Regions from separate parts of the Monodelphis domestica genome. Here region 1 is linked to region 2. A link is a contact called in public Hi-C data. All regions are on one chromosome and are shown on one strand. Each heading gives the region's core, a stretch centred on a gene start, on an enhancer-like site or on the middle of the called end of the contact. The rest is flanking DNA. Distances are from core to core; before and after follow the strand shown.

What was found. Hi-C and Micro-C count contacts between places; a contact is called where the count stands out from the background.
Region 1: a Hi-C map of limb shows a contact between it and region 2, with 5 times the contacts expected there. The contact joins the promoter of CPSF4L here to the enhancer-like site in region 2. A contact is called at or near these places in 2 of 2 Hi-C or Micro-C datasets (limb and spleen and liver).

Annotation. Positions count from the first base shown.
Region 1 is chr2:216,308,987-216,312,182 of mMonDom1.pri, forward strand. CPSF4L (cleavage and polyadenylation specific factor 4 like) reads left to right here and starts at 1,513. Exons shown (of 7, transcript XM_007482712.2): 1 at 1,513-1,638; 2 at 2,770-2,820. The coding sequence starts at 1,536. The region is part of intron 2 of C2H17orf80 (chromosome 2 C17orf80 homolog); the gene reads right to left.
Region 2 is chr2:216,157,793-216,161,439 of mMonDom1.pri, forward strand. SDK2 (sidekick cell adhesion molecule 2) reads left to right here. Exons shown (of 44, transcript XM_056817208.1): 36 at 2,714-2,900. Among named protein-coding and RNA genes, the nearest start is that of CDC42EP4, 89 kb to the right of the region's middle. Within about 2 kb of position 1,734, at least 1 of the 2 cell types and tissues checked has open chromatin away from gene starts, as enhancers often do.

The DNA.
Region 1 (3,196 bases), core at 263-2,762, 150 kb after region 2:
AAGTCACTTAACCCCCATTGGCTAGTTCTTACTTATGCTAAGACAGAAGGTAAAGGTTTTTAAAAAAGAGAGTAAGGGAGTCACCTTTCTTGCATATCATCCCTGTTTAGTTTATTTCTTTCTCTAATAGTTTTAGAATAGGGGCTCTAAATTTTGGGGCCCCAGACAGATACTAGGGTGTCCATGAATTTGGATGCAAAAAAAATTACATTTTTCTTTTTGCTAACCTAGAACTGAAATTTAGCATTTCGTTCCATTGTGAATGTAGGCAACATACATTACTCTGAGAAGGGGCCCCAAGGCTTTCCAGACTACCAAAAGGGTACTGACACAAAGGAGGTTAAGATTCCCTGTTTTACATTGTACACGGCAACAGCAATATCAGAATGATAATCAACTGTGAAAGACTTCGCTGCACTTGTCAGTACAATGATCCACTGTTCCAAAGGACTCAAGATGAAAAATGCTATCTACCTCCAAAGAGAAATGATGTGCAGATTTTTTAAATTTTATTTTTTATTGTCATGAGAAACACACTTTCATAATGGTCATTGTGGGAAGAGCAAACTCATACAAAACCCTAACCCCAAAATAAAACCTTAAACACACTGATGTGAACGATGACTCCAACTGTTCTTCCTCTGGAGGTGGAGAGCATTCCCCATCATAAGTCTTTCAGGATTGTCCCAGATCATTACATTGTTGAGAGAAGCCAAGTTTTCACAGATAATCCTTGGCCAATATTGCTGTTACTGTGTACAATGTTCTCCCAGGTCTGCTTATTTCACTCTGCATCTGTTTCTGCAGATCTTTCCAGCTTTTTCTGAAATCATCATGCTTATCATTTCTTACATACAATAAAATCCCATCACCAACATGTACCACAATTTGTTCCCCAATTGAAGGGCATTCCCTCAATTTCCAATTCTTTGCTACCTCAAAAAGGGCAGCTATAAATGTTTGCACAAGTAGGTCATTTCCCCTTTTTTATTATCCAAGTGCAGATTAAAGAATATTTTTCACTTTTTTTCTTGAGTCATGGTTAACGTGGAAGTATTGTATTTCTTGTCTTCTCGATGGGTGGGGAAAGGAGAGAATTTAGAAATGAAAATAAAAATAATTCAACAACCAAAAAAAAAACAAAATTTTTGTGTTTTAGGAAATATTGAAGGGCTACAGTGGTGAAGAGAGCATCAGTGACCCAGAAAGCTATTATAGAATTAAAGAAAAAAACTCCTTAGCTTTGGTAGCATTAGAGAACTAGTCTCATTTGTTCATGCCACTTTCTGACTTTGGTGACCAGGTATACAACCTATGTGTGTTTGGCACCCTAAGACTGGATGTATAGTCAGATCCTAGCTCTCTAGCTGCCTAGGGAACATCTAAGGATTCAAAAAAGAAAGAAAAAAATAAGAAACTAGGAAGGGAAATTAGTCCTTATTCCCCTTTAGCTGACCCTGTGATGAGCTTTATATAGGATTCACCTGTAGAGTTTCTAGGTTAAGGCTAAGCTATCCCCAGGGAGAAGGCTCAAGATGCAGGAACTCATTGCTGGGTTGGAGAAAATGACCTTTAATCTTGAGGAGGATGTGGAGAACCAGAGGGGTGTTGGGTACCTGCCCTTCCCAGGAATGGACAGTAAGTTGGGGATGGGAGGAATATGACAATTGGCCAACTCTTCTTTGTGGGGGCCCTTCCCTTCTTTCAATATTCTTTTTAACCTATAACAAAGGTTCTTACGCTTTGGTCCATGAACTTTAAAGCAAAAGTGTAGTTATATTTAAATATACAGATATAGTAATCATAGTTAGCATTTTTTAAAAATTCAATTGTATGGAGGCAGCTAGGTAGCTCAGTGGATTGAGAGCCCTCAAACATATAAACATACTTAACATGAACAAACTTAGCCATATGACCCTGGGAAGGTCATTTAACCCCCATTTTCTAGCCCTTATCATTTTTCTGCCTTGCAACCAATACACAGTATTGATTCTAAGACATAAAGACAAAAAAATGTTTTTTTTAAAAAAAAACAAAAAATTCCATTTTATTTTACTTTTGTTTCCAAATTCTCTCTCTCCCTTATCCCTCTTCCACACACCCCTTGAGAAGGCAAGAAAAAACAAAGCCCATCATGAATCTGTCTAACTCCCTCATTGGCCTTTGTCGTTCTTTATTATCCTAGGTGTTTTATTTTATATATTTAAAAACATTATTCCATGAAGGAGATTCATAGCTTCACCAGACTGCCAAAGGGGTCTAAGATACTTTAAAAGGCTAAGAACTTCTGGACCAGATTAGCCTTTCTCTTTCATCCTTTCTTCTTATGTCCCTCCCTGCTCAGAAAGTGGAAAGGTTGCATCTAAAGGCCATCTGGTCCAATCTAGGGTTTTAAGAATAGCCTTTATACTCAGGCTCTCTGACCTGAACTCTTATCTTCCCCAAGGCTCTGGAAAGATGGGGCCAGAAACTACGCAGCCATTTTCCATATGGGATATTCTGAGAATCATAAGAGAAAAGGTCAGGTCTCTTGATTCCCCACACAGGCTGTTAGGTGAGGAAGAGAAGAGAAAAAAGAGAAATCTAGGAAACTGGGGAGAGGTGTTTGTAGTATTTTGGTGATTTGATGCCTGCCACAAAGGAGCTCCATTTGTGGGATTCTCTGGGTCCTTATGCTCTGGGAGAGTCAGATTTTTCTTTTTTCTTTTTTAAGCATGAGAGGTAAGGACAGGAGCAAACTCCACAACTTGTTATTTTCTTCTCTTCTAGAATCGGGGGTGGCTGTGTGCACCTTCTTTCTTAAAGGCTTCTGTGAGAAAGGTGAGTTCAAAAGAAATAGATCTGGTCTCAAATTGGCTTCCTATAGCTGCGTGACCCTGGACAAGTCACTTAACCCCCATTGCCTAGCCCTTACTGCTCTTCTGTCTTGAAACCAATACACAGTATTGATTCTAAGATGGAAGATAAGGGTTTTTTAAAAAGTCTTCCTTTCAAGGGGCATATACTGCAGCCAGGTTGTGACTTAAATGGTGCATGGAATTTTCTCATGGTACCCAGTGCTGTAGGTGACCAAGGTATCACTTAGGTTATAACTACTCTGAGGGGCCAAAGCCTAACTCTAAAGAAAGAATACCAGTCAGTAGCTTACATGGAGAGGGAGACAGATAAAGGGAGAGAATGTTGGAGTGAGATAAGT
Region 2 (3,647 bases), core at 484-2,983:
CATATCAATCAGACTATCAAAGAATTACTTTCTAGAACTAGAAAAAATAAAAACAAATTCAACTAGAGAGACAAAAAGTTTACTGGGTGAAAGAAGGGTGCCTAGCAGCACCAAGTCTCAAACCCTACTACAAAGCAGTAATCAAAACTTCTTTGTACCGATTTTTAAAAGAAAAAAGTTTATCCATAGAACAAATTAGATAAGATGACCCTGAAACTCAAAGACTCCAAGTACTAGGGTAAGGACTCACTATTCAACAAAGATTGCTGGAAAAACCAGGAGTTAGATAGAAATTAGTTGTGGACCAACATCTGAGACCATATACCACAATAAACTGCTCCAAATGAACACATGACCTAGATATTAAAGGTCATATCATGAACAAATTAAAAGAATAGGAAAGCAAATACGCAAATACTGTTCACAGGTATGGAGAGAGGAAGTCTTTGACTATACAAAAGATAGAGAGGACAACAGGAGACAAAATGGAAAATTTTGAGTGCATAAAATTTAAATTTTTGCCCAAATAAAATATATGCGATTAGAATTAGAAAAGAACTAGTTTACCACAGTGGGGAAATCTTTGCAACAAGATACAGGACTGATATCCAAGATATTTAGACAACCAATACAAATACATAAGAAAAAGAACCATTCCCCAATAGATAAAAAAAGTATAGTCAAAAGTATGAATGGGAAGTTTTCAAAGAAGAAAAGCAAACTATTGATACCTATATGAAAACATGCTTTAAATCACTAATAATAAGAGAACTATAAATTTAGATAATTCTGAGGTTCCAGCTTATTCCCTACAGTTTGTCAAATATTACAAAAATGGAAAATAACAATTGTTTGCAGGGCAATGAGAAGACAAGCAAACTAATATATTATTTTTCTTTTCTCTACTCAAACTCAAGTAGCCTGATTGCCTCTAGGATCATGTATATATAAAATTCCTTGTTCGGTTTTTAAAACCCTTTTACAACCTGGCCCTAACGTATCCTTCCAGGTTTGTTTTCATTCCTTTTCCAGTAGAATATTGGAGAACCAGGCTAGCTTTCTTCCTGATCCTCATACATGGCTCTTCATACATTGGATCTTCCATCTCCATTCCTCACACAGCCATGCTCATAATCATATAACAGGTTTCTTCCTTGTTTCTATCTTATAGAAGCCATCACTTTCTTCTAGAGATAACTCAAACAAAATTTTCTCTTTCTGACTCTTTTCCTCCCACCTTCACCAACTGCTAGTATTCTCTCTCTCTCTAACTACTTTGTCTTACTTTTGGATATATTTTTCTATTTCCACGTATTTTCTCTAATAGAATATAAATAAACTTCTCAGACTGTTTCACCAAACTAATACATTCTTGGTAGAACTGCAAATCAACCATTCTAAAAAGCAACTTGGAACTCTGCCCCCAAAGTGATTAAAACTATGTATAAATACTAGGCATATACCCCCAAAGAGATTAAAGAAGAGCACTATGCACAAAAATATTTGTAAAGGCTCTTTTTGTAGTAACAAGGAATTGTAAACAAAAAAGATGCTATTCATTGGTGAATAACTAAACAAATTTTGGTAAATGAGTGTTATATAATACTATTGTGCTGTAAGAAATGACAAAAGGGATGGTTTCAGAGAAAGCTGGGAGGATTTGTATGAAGTAATGCAGAATGAAGTGACTAGAACCAGAACAATGTATCTATGACTACAAGACTGTATTCAATGAAACAATCAAAGCAACTGTGAAAGATTTGAGACTTCTGAGTGATGCAATGACGAGTCAGGTCTCCAGAAGACTGATGATGAATCATGCTTCCCATTTCTCCCTTCTTGGTCAATAAATGAGGTGCAGAATGAGGCATCCTTTTTCTTTTTTTTTAACCCTTATTTTCTGTCTTAGAATTGACACTAAGTATCAGTTCCAAGGCAGAAGAACAGTAAGGGCTAGACAATGGGGGTTAAGTGACTTGTGTTGAGGCCATATTTGAACCCAGGACCTCCTATCTCCAGATCTAGCTCTCTATCCACTGAGCAACCAAGCTGTTCTGTGGCATATATTTTCAAAAATGGTCAACATGTGAATTTATTTTGCTTGACTATGGTTATTTGATTAAAGCAAGGACTTTGATTATTTAAAGGAATGAAGGAAGGAGAAATTAAGGGTAGGAATGAAGTGAGTGATGTCAGAAAAAAGGAAAAAAAGGGGGGAAAAAGACCATCAGCAAAACTTTTTTTTTCTAATTCTGACAGGATCAGAAGGAATTTCGAAGGGGGACATAGGCAAGCAAAATATTATAACTAATTAGAACTAACATGTTAAATTTGAAATTTACATCAAAGAAAACAAACTCTGCATAGTAGAGATTCAACAGGCCTCATACAGGGATTTGGTAACTTCCTTCTTAGACTCCCACAGGCTAGCAGAGATATTCTTTGTAGGTAAACATGAAGAACTGTAAGAAAAAACTCTTCTTACAGATATTATACCAGAATAAGTATTTCTTGCTGGTGGTTATGGAAGAGCCACTGAGTCATTTTGACTCCTGGAAAGAGCTAAACATTCCTTCTCTTTGTTTTGCTTCCTAAGCAACTCAGAGTCTGATCTCACTACTTCAGAAGGGCAGTGCCTTATGGGAACTGGGCAGCTCAAGAGTTCCGGTGTCTGGAGCCTCACTCACCTCCCTCCAATTATCTCTGCCCACAGATTTATTTTTGGGAAGCTCAACGACGGAATAGCACAGAACGGCTCAAGACACTCTTCCTACCTGAGAATGGTGTGAAACTCAAGAACCTGACCGGCTACACTGCCTACCTGGTCAGTGTGGCAGCTTTCAATGCTGCAGGCGATGGACCACGGAGTGCCCCCAGCCAGGGTCGGACTCAACAAGCAGGTGGGCAGTGGAAGATGCTCCCCACATGACTGTGCTCTGGCTCAGAAGAGGAGAACCTACCTGGGCTCCTTAAAAAGACAAGATTTTTTTTTAATTATAATTTAATTCCAAGGTACCCATGCCAAGTACCTGGGCAGTATGGGTCTCTGTTAGAGTCCAAGGGAAAATAGGGGGGAAATGCTTAGCTCTAAGATATAGCGGGGTCAAGAGAGAAAAGCAATCTCAATGGTGAACTCACTGGCCGGCATTATCCAGACCTCATTCCTCCACTTCTTCCAGCCTGACTTCCACCATCCTTGGCTTCGCCCATCCTATGATGTATCTCTGCTGTCTTATCACCCTTCCTATTTTCTCCCCTTCCACTCCCTCTCTCCTCCTGCCCAACCTACTAGTGCTGCTTCTCCACTTTCTATCCTTCCATTCCAGGCATGAAGAACATTCTAGAGCCCTACATAGTTCCCCGACAACTTTCGCTTGTCCTGTGTTTGAAGGGACAGACAAGTTTGGTTTCCTGCCTTTTAGTACAGGAAAATTAGATGTAGAAGTTATTTCATCTGACTTCCTGCCCCTAAACAACAGAGAGGGTTTCTGTACTTCTTTTAGGATTTTAGAACTCTACACATCATAATCACTGTCCAGTTATCCATTTGGGGGAGGTTATTTCTTCTCTGATGTTCCCACCTTGAAAGCAACCTGTGCACCAGGTGTTCATATATGTGACTGCATATTTCTGACTGCACTCCCAAG